Regions from separate parts of the Capra hircus genome. Here region 1 is linked to region 2. A link is a contact called in public Hi-C data. All regions are on one chromosome and are shown on one strand. The core of a region is the stretch at or near the end of the contact, and the rest is flanking DNA. Distances in the headings are between cores, read along the strand shown.

Region 1 (5,957 bases), core at 3,248-5,747, 170 kb after region 2:
ATATATAGCACAGGGAACTATGCTCAATATTTTGTAAAAACCTATAAAGGAAAAGACCCAAAAAAGAATATACGTGTATAACTGAATCACTTTGCTGTACACTTGAAACACACCACTGAAAATTAACTATACTTCAATTTATAAAAGAAATGATACATAATTCAGCAGTTCTTTGAGGAATTCTTTTCCTTCCCCATCACCACCCCACCTCCACCGCCACATACTGGTTCCTCCGTGGGCACTAAGCATTTTTTAAATCCAAACTAATGAAAACATGGAATTGTATGTATTTAACATTTAATGTGATGTTGTACATCCTATCTCCCACATAATTTGAGTCATTCACCTGTTTCATGAGAAGAGATTAAACCTTGTCATTTTTCTAACTCTGCACCTACTTTTCAGTGATTTTTAAAGTCCTCACTCTTGATAATATACACACTATTTAAATAATTATTGGGCTTCTATTAAGATTTTTATATTTTAAGTCATAAATGACTATCCTTTGATTAAACTTGAACAGGGTCTATAAAATGACTTGGGAGAGTGGCCCACAGAATATTATGGTTTTTCTAGAAGTTCCCAGTAACTATACAGTTTTATCTTAGTGCTGGCTATGAAGATGAAAGACCGTGATCACTGCAGTGAAAGAGGGGTCCGTGCTGTGTCAATGGTCCATGCATTACAAGGCTCACCGTGAGAAAATCTCCCTGTGCCTGCTAACAGAAGACCAGATTAATAACAGGAAGCACAGCCAAGAATTACAGGGTGACTTCATGCCTCCAAAGTTATTCTTTTCTGTGACTTTAGTTTACACTAATCACTTAGGCTCGTGACTCTCAACCAAGAAGATTTTGTCCCCTTCCCCCCGGGACACTGTCAATATCTGGACACGTTGCCTAGGAGTAATGATGAGCGGGAGGAGGATGCTGCAGACGCCCAGGGGATGACATCCAGAGACGCTGCTAACGTCACAAGGCACGGGTCAGCCCAGGTGTCAGTAGCACAGAGGTTGAGAGATCTCAGGAACGCTGGAGGGATACCATGAAACAGGGGAAACGAAACTAAGCTGGCTTCCTACACGAAGACCGTGCCCATGAAAACTGTCACACTGAGAGCTGTTAGTTATATGATATAGAATAATTGTCCTTAAAAGTGTTCTTTCATTAAAGTCAAATAGAGGCTCATTCTCTCAGTCTACGTGTATAAGGACCCTACTCCCTTCCTAATTTATCATGATGTAGATTAGGATGCATTTCTATAAGGAGACATGGTGTAGTTGAGAATGCAAAAGGAAAAATAATGTATGATATAGTTGAGAAGGTAAAAGAAATTTTTTTTTTTTTGGTCTTCCAAGCTGAGTCAATAGCAAAAGCGATAATAGCTTTGCCCCCTTGTAACTTGCCTTTCATTCCTGTGAGATATTGGTGGCAACCAAAAATGAGCATATCTCATTTCTTTGGAAATGGCGCCCCATTAATAACTTAAACATGTTAAGTTCAAATACAAAATATAATTTTGAAGTCAAATAATAAAAAATGTGCTTCATTTCTTGAGATGTTTGTGACCTGCAAATCCATTAGTCAACATGTTGTAAGTTTATATACATAAGGCCAGATCCCGGCTGTGATGGGCCGCCCCCATCCCCCCCTCCCAACCCCGCCGGCGGGGGAAGTCCCTAACGGAAGGCGCCTCCCAGATCCCGGGGACCAGTGACAGCACACTTCGCCAGCTAAAGCCGCCCCGCCCCAGCCACGTAGAAGGACCTGTCAGCCCGCGACGCCTCGCCTGGCGACCTATCCGAACCCCATCCATTAACCTGACCATCCCTCGCAACGATGTATATAAGCCACCTCCAACACGGTCTGGGCGGGGACTTCCTTGACCTGCCTCGTTCGGGTCCGGGAACCCCGCCCAGTAGCGCTTCGCCATTAAAAAGCCTGTTAGACACTTTTTTGGTGCCCTGGTCGTCTTTTTACCTAACAATATATAGTTACATTACTGTGTAGTAGTGAAACTGAGCAGGACGCTATAGTCTTTGCCCCGTATGCCCTTTGTCTATGGAAAAGCCTTGGGGGCTCGTGCTCAGGTGCATCTGACGCTTGGCAACCCCACCGACGGTAGCCAGCCAGGCTCCTCTAACCGTGGGACTTCCCAAGCACAAATGCTGGAGTGGGTTGCCATTTCCTCCAGGGAATCTTCCTGACCCAGGGATTGAAACCACGTCTCCCTCATCCCCTGCATTGGCAGAAGGATTCTTTATTACTGAGCCACCTGGGAAGCCCCAGAAAAACTTTAGCCAAAGGATAAGTTTAATCAGAGAAGTGAGAAAATGCAGAAACAAAGGTAAAGAGTCAAAGGAGACCAGGTAATAATATAGTCATTAAGCAAAGTCAAGGCCTTTAGTTCCTTCTCAAGGGCTACAGAGAACCTTCTGAGCCATATCCTGTGAGCTGTCCTACTGGTACTAAACCTCCACCAGTTGGAAGAAGTTAACTACATAATGACAGACTGTAGCCGTGACGTTAGCTGCCACAATTCTGAGAAATGGCCTCAAGAAATGGAAAAAAAAAAAAAAAAAAAAAACCAACAACCCTGGAACTGAAGACTAACTGGACCTGAAGCAATCAAGATGACCCTGGTCAGACCTTCTATGACCAATTTGAAGGTGACTGTCAGAGCCGACTGTGCTGTTTCTGCATGTAACCCCCTCCTTCTGTCTATAAAAGCTGTTGCCCACTGGGGCGGGTAGGTGGGAGGAGGGGTCGTCAGCCTTTGGCATCCGCCCTCCCCCACCCCCCTGCCAGTTGCCAGCATCCTAAATAAAGCAAACTTTCCTTTCCACCAACCTGGCCTCTTTAATGGCCTCTGAGCAGACAGCAGCCAGACCCCACTTTCGGTTACAGTAGTTCATGAGTAACCAATTTTATGAAACTAGGCAAAAGTTGTCAGCCTTCTGTATTTAATTCCAGTCACTTGTTCTTATTACCTTCTCCAAGTTGCTTGTTGGATATTCATCCCCTCTGTCGGTTTTTGCTAATATTGTAGAGCTGCTTGCCCCCTTTAAAAAGTAGTTTCTGAGCGCTACTCCATCTCAGTAGTCAGAAGTTACTTACGCATATACGTTATATTTCTATTGAGCACATGTTTTCATTAGAAAAACTGATTTAGAAACTGCTTCTTCTGATTCAGAGTATGGTTTGCAGAGTTAATATAGTAGAAGGTGAATGGCTATAACAAGACCTCTTAGTATCTTATGCTTGTTCTATAGATTTCAGTTGGTTGACGATTCTAAATCCTAGTTTGTAAGTAAGCCTCATTAGGGCAGAAATTAGGTTTACTTTGTATACTGGGGTAGCTTTAATATTTAGCTCAGTGCTGGCCCAAGATGGGACTCTATAAATATTTATAGTCACGTGTTGCTCCTCCTGGGTTTCCCAGGTGGCTCAGTGGTAAGGAGTCCGCCTGCCCAGCAGGAGATGCAGGTTTGATCCCTGGGTCAGGAAGATCCCCTGGAGGAGAAAAAGGCAATCCGCTGCTGTATCCGTGCCTGGAGAGTCCTATGGACAGAGGGGCCTGGCGGGCTACAGTCCATGGGGTCACGAGGGAAGAGGCATGACTGAGCAGCTAAACACGCATGCAGGCGTTGTTGCTGCTAGAACAAATTCTCTCAAATTTCATGACTTAAACACAAATGCATTACCTTACAGGCCTGCAGATTGGAAGCCAGTCCCGCATGAGTCTAGTTGGTCAAACATCAAGTCTGGGCAGGGCTGTGTTCCTTCTAGAGGCTCTGGGGAAAACCCTTCTGGACTTTGCTGCTTCTGGGACCCCCACAAGCCCCCTTTCCTCCAGCGTCAATCCAGCCAGGCGCGTGACGTCTGTCTCACGCCGCCCTCTCTCTGCAACCCAGAAGGGCTCTCTGCTTTTAAAGCCTCATGTGATTAGATTGTGTCCACCTGGATAAGCCAGGCAACTCCCTCATCCCAAGATTCTGGATCCTAATCGCTCCCGCAGTCTCTTTTGAGGACTCTTTACCACTGAGCCACCTGGGAAGTCCCCTCTTTTGCCAAATAAAGTAACATATTCACAGGCTCCTAGGATGAGGGTATGGACATCGTTGGAAACCTACCACAGTATCTGTTAAATAAAAAGGACCTCTAGGACCATCTCATTACTTTCCAGTTCCAAATCTGCTCATCTGCTTCTAACCCTGTGTCGAGCCCCACCAGCACCTCACCAGGCACCGCCCCTTCCAGTGGGCACTGAGGCCATTCCCCCAAGAGTCCCTCGCCTTGGCTGACCTGGCTCCTTCTCCCCCTGCGTCCCCCTGCTCTCTGTTCTTATCTCGTCACCAGGTCTCAGGGCTACCAGCTGTCATCATCATCCCCAGTGGATGGGAACAAAGGAACATCTTCCCAGGCGACCCGTGGAGAAGTGGGGGAAAAGACACCAAGGGAAAGCAAAGCCTCTCTGCCCTGAGCTGTGCCCGGCGTGGGCACACCACAGCCGGCTCGCTGGCGTCCACCACACGCTGCTGTCAACGTTTATTCACGGCCCAGTGGAGCCCTGGCAAGACCCAGTGCTGCATCAGGGTCAGAATCAAGTTACAAACACAAAAAGGTGCTTCAAGCTTAATAAAGAGATCCTCTTGGGTTTGATTCATCCTTTCCTGACAGTATATTTGGTTTTCCTGAACCGAGCAGATCACAAGCAACAGATTTTGCTGTTTGGTGCTGGAAGCAAATACAATGGCAAAGCAAGCAGTGATAGCTTATCTGGCCTTTCAAACCGTTGAATGGACACAGGTATGTTTTAAGACCTGCTTCAGGTGCTGAGGATATGGAAGTAAGAAGAAACCCAGAGACACTTTCTAAGCTTTCTTTTTGATATGGAACATTATAAAAGTCTTTATGGACTCTGTTACTTGCTTCTGTTTTATGTTTGGGTTTTTTTTGGCCACTGCACATATGGGATCTTAACTCCCCCCCAAGGATCAAACCCACAGCCTCTGCACTGCAAGGCAAAGTCCTAACCACTGGACTGCCAGGAAAGCCCCCTCAAAGACACGGGGACTAATGGTCCGGCTTATTAGAAAGAAGTAAACTTTGCAGAAAGCAAGTAGCAAAATGCCAAGAGCACAGCCACGAGACAAGGTTGGCAAGCTGGCGGCTGGAGGTGGCTTCTGTGTCCATTACGTCACTGCGTACTGTTGTCAAGGAAAAGCAGCCATTATTCTACGTACTGTTTCTCAGTAATAGCAAAGCACATGTTACTGAGCAGTGCATCAGCCACCTGGAACTGTCCTAGGCACTTGTATTTCTCACAACGACACCACAAGGTTGTTACTATTATTATCATTTTACTCGTGGGAAAATTGAGAAGGCTTTACAGAAAGGTTAAATGTCACGCCTCCCAGGAACAGATGGGGAGTGGCAGGGACAGGATTTAGAACCCAGACACTCTACACTTCAGGCAACACTGTAAGGAAACGTGTACTGTTTCCAAAAATGGCACACGATGCGGTTAGAACAAAAGAGGGCCACCATTACTTTCTGATAATTCGTAGGGCTGTATGTCCCTAGGGTGGGTGCGCTTTTCTGTAGATAGTAACAGTGTGCTTTAGGCTTCCCTGGTGGTGCAGAGGTTAAAGCGCCTGCCTGCAATGTGGGAGACCCGGGTTCGATCCCTGGGTTGGGAAGATCCCCTGGAGAAGGAAATGGCAACCCACTCCAGTATTCTTGCCTGGAGAATCCCATGGACAGAGGAGCTTGGTGGGCTACAGTCCTCGGGTCGCAGAGAGTCGGACACGACTGAGAGACTTCACTTTCACTTTTTAAAAGATGAATATCATAGTGTCTCAAAGACCTCTCAAACACCTCTAAATTCTCTGTAAATTTTATAGAAAAATGTATTTTCCTGCTGGTGCTATTGGGCTGTATTTATAGATAAATGAG
Region 2 (6,015 bases), core at 3,168-5,667:
AGAGAATGAAATGAAGGCAGAGTTTATAGTTTGAAAGGGCGGTTCATCTGCGTGATCTGCTAATAAGTCAATGCAGCAGGTCCCGAGAGTGAAAAAGCAGCTTTCAGATGTTTTGCCTGAGCGTTCTCACAGCTTGGGGGAGAGAGGATTTCTGCTCCTGTACAGTGACCACTCCAGGCTCCGGAAAGGGATCTCCCCGGGGTTGTCTGCAGGCTGCACTTTGACCTCCTCCTCTTGGCCCAGGTTAGTCCAGACATTTCAACAGCTTGACTAAGCCTTGTCACTATTCAGGTGCCAGATTCGGTGGCTGCCAGGATCACTGGCAGCTTTGTACGTACACCTGTTGCCAGCGCTATGTATGAGTCAGGAAGGCTAGACCTTTCTGGTTTATCCCAATGGCTAGGATCTCTTTCAAAGGAGAATTCTTTTTAATATGATTTCATCATCCTTCATCAGGAAAACATTTTTTTTCTAGCAAGCTTCTTTCCTTACAGAGATGTTACACGGACTCGGAACCCGATATGGGACTGCAAGTCTGGGTTAACTTACAGGTTAAAAAGAAAATGGTTCTGACAATCAATACTGTCTCTACTTTTGATTTTTAATTGTGTTGGGCCAGCAGAGCTATGGGTTTCCCAGCTGGCTCAGTGGTGAAGAATCCACCTGCCAATGCAGGAAACACAGGAGACACTCGTGGTTCTATTCCTGGGTCAGGAAGATGCCCTGGAGGAGGAAATGGCAACCCACTGCAGTATTCCTTGTTTAGAAAATCCCACAGACAGAGCAGCCTGGTGGTCCACAGTCCATGGGGTCACAAAGAGTCAGACATGATTGAGCATGCGTGCACGGCAGAGCTATATTAACAACAGTACATACAGACTGGGTGTTAACTAAAAGGTTTTAAGTGTCATAATCAAATATCATTTACAGAAAAGTGAATCTGCTAGTTAATGGTATGCATTGCCTGGTAATTAGGAATAAACAGTAAGTAGCACATACATAAAAGACTGTAATTACCGCATTTCATGGAGTCAGGCAAGGATTTTTGAAGCAAGCTTGGTGGGAAACTTGGTGGGAACTTGAGGGGGAAGGGGCAAGCAGTTAAAGCTGGACTCTGCTCTGATGATTCCTGGGACCAGAGGAGCCTCTTTGGCCAGACCTCTGCCCGCAATGCAGGAGACCCCAGTTCAATTCCTGGGTCGGGAAGATTCCCTGGAGAAGGAAAAGGCTACCCACTCCAGTATCCTGGCCTGAAGAATTCCATAGACCGTACAGTCCATGGGGTCGCAAAGAGTAGGATACAACTGAGCGACTTGTACTTTCACTTTTTTTCTCTGCTTTTCCATGAGCATCTGCTCCAGGCCAGGGGCCTAGGGCAGGGGCACAGACCTCTCTATCAGCAAAGAGGTGATGAAAAGTCATAAAGAGAAAGTGCGTTGTATCTAGACAGTTTTCACAACTTCTGAAGCACTGTACACTATCTAGCTGTAGCTTTGTATCACTGCAGATGGTGACTGCAGCCATGAGATTAAAAGACGCTTACTCCTTGGAAGAAAAGTTATGACCAACCTAGACAGCATATTCAAAAGCAGAGACATTACTTTGCCAACAAAGGTCCGTCTAGTCAAGGCTATGGTTTTTCCGGTGGTCATGTATGGATGTGAGAGTTGGACTGTCAAGAAAGCTGAGCACCAAAGAACTGATGCCTTTGAACTGTGGTGTTGGAGAAGACTCTTGAGAGTCCCTTGGACTGCAAGGAGATCCAACCAGTCCATCCTAAAGGAGATCAGTCCTGGGTGTTCATTGGAAGGACTGATGCTGAAGCTGAAACTCCAATACCTTGGTCACCTCATGCGAAGAGTTGACTCATTGGAAAAGACCCTGATGCTGGGAAACATTGAGGGCAGGAGGAGAAGGGGACGACAGAAGATGAGATGGCTGGATGGCATCACTGACTTGATGGACATGAGTTTGGGTGAACTCCGGGAGTTGGTGATGGACACGGAGGCCTGGCATGCTGCGATTCATGGGGTCGCAAAGAGTCAGACAAGACTGAGCGACTGAACTGAACTGAAGGTGAAGATGATGATGTCAGCATTCTGGGCACGGTAGAGCCACGATAGGAATCTTCCAGGGCTTCATGGGCTCATTTTGATCCATTTCCCTCTTAGTCAGTGTTCATAAGAAATATGTTTTCCTTATACCAATGAAGTATCTTTGTACACCAGAATGTGTACTTTAATTAGGGCTGTTTTATTATCTATCTATGGACCTTTCTAAAAGGTGTTACAAAAGACAGTGTTTGAAAACCTTAACCTTTTCCTGCCAGGTGTGCCTGTGTATAACTCAAATGACCCTGTTCTTATTTGGCTGAGTTTGGTTTGGTGTGACTTGACAGAGCAATCTGGTTCAAATGCTGACTTTATTGGCTTCATTCTTGCATACTTACTTTTTTAAAGAAATATATTTATTTATTTGGCTACACCAGGTCTTAGCTGTGGCACACGGGACCATCTATCTCTGTTGTGGCAGGTGGACTCTTTTAGTTGAAGCAAGTGGGATCTAGTTCCCTGTCCAGGGATAGAAGCACGGTCATTTACATGGGAAGCATGGAGTCTTAGCCACTGGACAACCAGGGAAGTCCCTTGCCTACCTTCTTACCCCACGTTCAATTCATCTATAAATCTTGTTGGCTGTACCTTAACAACATATCTGGACCTGACCATTCTTAACACCTCCACTGTTAGCACAATGGTCTAAGTCATCAATGTCTTCTACCTGATCCTTATAACAGTCTTTTAACTATTTTAGTAGTTCCAGCCCTGCAATCTGTTCTCCACAGCAGAGCTATTTTATGCAAACCCAAATGGATTTGCTCGCCCCTCCAATGACTCTTCACACCCTGCTTTATTTTTGAATGAATCACCATTTGACATAGTATGCATTTATTGGCTTATTGTATTATTATTGCCTTTTTTTATAATGTAAAGGCCATGAGATCAGGGACTTTGTGTCTTGGTAACTGCTTTGCTTCTTAGAACAGTGCTTAGCAGATTTACCCATACTTTACTAGCCATTGAAATAAAAGTCTTCTACTGAGATCTTGAATTATTTTCTCTCTAAAAATAAACTTTCTAAATGTTAATTCCATAGGTTTAACATTTCAAGCATTTGAGCTATAATCTACTCATTCTTGGCTCGAATCCTTTGGTTGGGGAGCCAAACTAGTGAACAGGCCTAGGAGTAATAGCAGCTACTCAATGAACACTTCTTCTCTGCCAGGCTCTGGTGCTTAAGCATTCTGTTGTATCTCACTGAATTCTAGTGTAGTACTAGTGCTGTGTTTAGTGGCTCAGGCTTGTCTGACTCTTTGCGACCACAAGGACTGTGCCTCACCAGGCTCCTCTGTCCTGGATTCTCCAGGAAAGAATACTGGAGTGGGTTGCCATGCCCTCCTCCAGGAGATCTTCCCCATCAAGGCATCAAACTGGAGTCTCCTGCATTGTAGGTGGATTCTTTTCCAGCTGAGTTACCAGGGAAGCCCTAGAGACAGGTATTATTACTTCTGTCCTCTCACAGAGTGTGACTCCAGGAAAGGTGAAATAACTTGTCCTGCCAGGTCAGAGTTAACCTCCCAGGTGGCGCTAGTGGTAAAGAACTCGCCCTTCAATGCAGGTGACGTTAAGAGATGCAGGTTCGATCCCTGGGTGGGAAGATCTGGTGGAAGGCATGGCTGGCAACCCATTCCAGTATCTTTGCCTGGAGAATCCCATGGACAGAGGGGCCTGGCGGGATCTAACCCTGCAGAGGGTTGCAAAGAGTCGGACACGACTGAAGAGACTAAGCAAGCTCACGCACCACCTGAGATTCAAATCAAGGTGAGGTTGACCCTTCCTAGCCCTGTCGCCCGGTTACCGAAGTAGCGAAGCGGCTGGATTCACAGTATTCCTTTTGTAGTTCCATGTTCTAGGGTTCTGGGCTGTAATACATACCCCTCTACCCACCACCAAATACTCCTAGGACCAAACCAGGTAGTTCACTTCTTAGAAATGTCCTAAAGGCCACTGTCCTCTAGGGTGGGATAAAAAACTCGATGATCCAGAAGAAAGCGACGTACCAATTCGGCTGACCTCTTGAACATTGGGCATTTAAAGTTCTCAAAAGGCAGCCGACCCCCGATTTGGAGGGAAGGGGGCCGGAAAGAGGGGACTAGGGCTGGGCCTGACCACAGGGAGGCTCCCCAAGACCCGCCTGGGCGCCAGCGGGGGACGTTGGGGCTCTGACGCTAAGGCCTGAGGGTAGTGGCCGAGTAGGCAGATCCCAGCCCGGCTTGGGGCGGGGCCGGCGGCGCGGGGCGGGGCCGACGCCCTAGTGGGCGTGTCCGGCGCCCGCCCCGCCCCCTCCTCGGGGATGCCGGGATGTTTACACTCCTGACAGCCGCGGCCGGGGGAGGAGGCGCGGGAGTTGTGGGAGGATGGGCCGCCGCTAGGGTCTCGCTCCTGACGCGCCTCGCCGTGCGCAGGGTGGGTGCCCGCTCCTGCAGCGTCCGCCGGAGCGGCGCGGCGGGAGGTGGCCAGCGCTTCGGGCCTCGCAGCCACAGCCCCGGGCCCAGCGGGCCTGTCCGCGGCGCCGCCTGGCCGAGCCGCCCGCCCGCTCCGGGTCCTGCGCGGGCCAGAGGACGTAAAGCTCTCCGCTTCCTGGTGAGTCGCTGCCGCTGGGGTCTTGGGCACGCGGGCCGGGGCTCCGCCGGGTGGGGCTGCCCGCGGAGCCAGGCGGGGAGGAGAGGTCGGGCCCGCGCGCGGCGGCCTGGGGACCATGCCTGGGGAGGGTCGAGGGAGGCCGGTGCGGGGCGCGCGCGGCCGGGGGGCTTCGGGCCACTCGTGGGCCGTGGGGAGAGCCTCGTGCCCCGCGCGGCTCGGGCGCCCGAGCCCGCCGCCGTAACTAAGAAACTCAGGCGGCCACGGCGGCGGCGCAACAGGTCTGGGTTTGGGGACCCGAGGAACTTGGCGAAGTCCCGCCTCCCGGCGCACGCTCATTGGCTGCGCGTCTTATTTATTCCTCGCGGATTGGCTAGGTCCAGCTGTCAGCAATCGGCCACCGCGGGACTGGGCAGAGCGAACTTCCAGGGAGAAGTGGGTGGTGGGAGCTTTGCAGCCTGGCTCGGAGGAGTACGGGGAAGACGACCGACCTTTTGGAGAAGGTGCTTTACTGGGGCTCTGTCAGGAATAGGAGACGTCAGAGAGAAGGGCTGCAAGGCAAATGGCAGATGGTGGTGGTGCTAGTGGCAGCAGAAGAGAAATAAAGTCATTGAACACTGAGGCCAAAAATCAGAGACGAAAGGGAGCTCACAGGAAAAAAGGAGAAAGAATGATAAGACTGCACTGTCCCCAGTGTCAGGAAGGGAACACAACCTAGAGAAGGGTGCTGCAGTGAGATTTAAGAACCCCTGTTACCTCTTTGCGGTAAACTAGGCCCTGGGAGATGATGTTTAAAACAGATGAGCCTTGTTCTCGCCCAGCTGTAGTTAGGGATGGATACTAAAAATAGTTATTTACAGTAAGATATGTTTCCATCCTTGAGCGTTGTTGGTGACGGAATTGAAAGAAACATTGCAGAAACGAAACGATTTTTCCTCTGCTTTGAGGCTACTGATCATAAGGACGCAGTTGAAACAGATACCCATAGTTTGTAGAGCACTGTGTGCCCGCCATAATTAGAACCGCTGTTGATAATTCCTCCTCCAAGGAATTTGCAGTTTATAGAAATATGCATATTCCCTTCAGGCTACAGCTGCGCGTCTCACCAGGCTGCGTTACGGAATAAAGTGCAGAATGTGTGCGTGATCATTCTGTAAGGGAGCTTGAGCTCTTGAGGGTGTGGTCGGAGAATGGCTTAGCACTTTGCCTCAAAAAATTTATAGTACCTTTGGGACAGTCTGACTGTGAAAAGGGTGAATAGTTAAACGAGATACAGTTAACTCTGTAATGCTTGCGGTGACTCCTGGTGAATGGTTGC

The links. Hi-C and Micro-C count contacts between places; a contact is called where the count stands out from the background.
Region 1: a contact with region 2 is called in a Hi-C map of blood, with 4 times the contacts expected there. The contact joins the enhancer-like site here to the promoter of NEK7 in region 2. A contact is called at or near these places in 2 of 5 Hi-C or Micro-C datasets (blood and liver).

What each region holds. Positions count from the first base shown.
Region 1 is chr16:75,803,009-75,808,965 of ARS1.2, forward strand. No RefSeq gene overlaps it. Among named protein-coding and RNA genes, the nearest start is that of NEK7, 170 kb to the left of the region's middle. Within about 2 kb of position 4,498, at least 1 of the 5 cell types and tissues checked has an H3K27ac peak or open chromatin away from gene starts, as enhancers often do.
Region 2 is chr16:75,634,729-75,640,743 of ARS1.2, forward strand. It overlaps NEK7 (serine/threonine-protein kinase Nek7), which reads left to right and starts at 4,418. Exons shown (of 9, transcript XM_018060815.1): 1 at 4,418-4,700.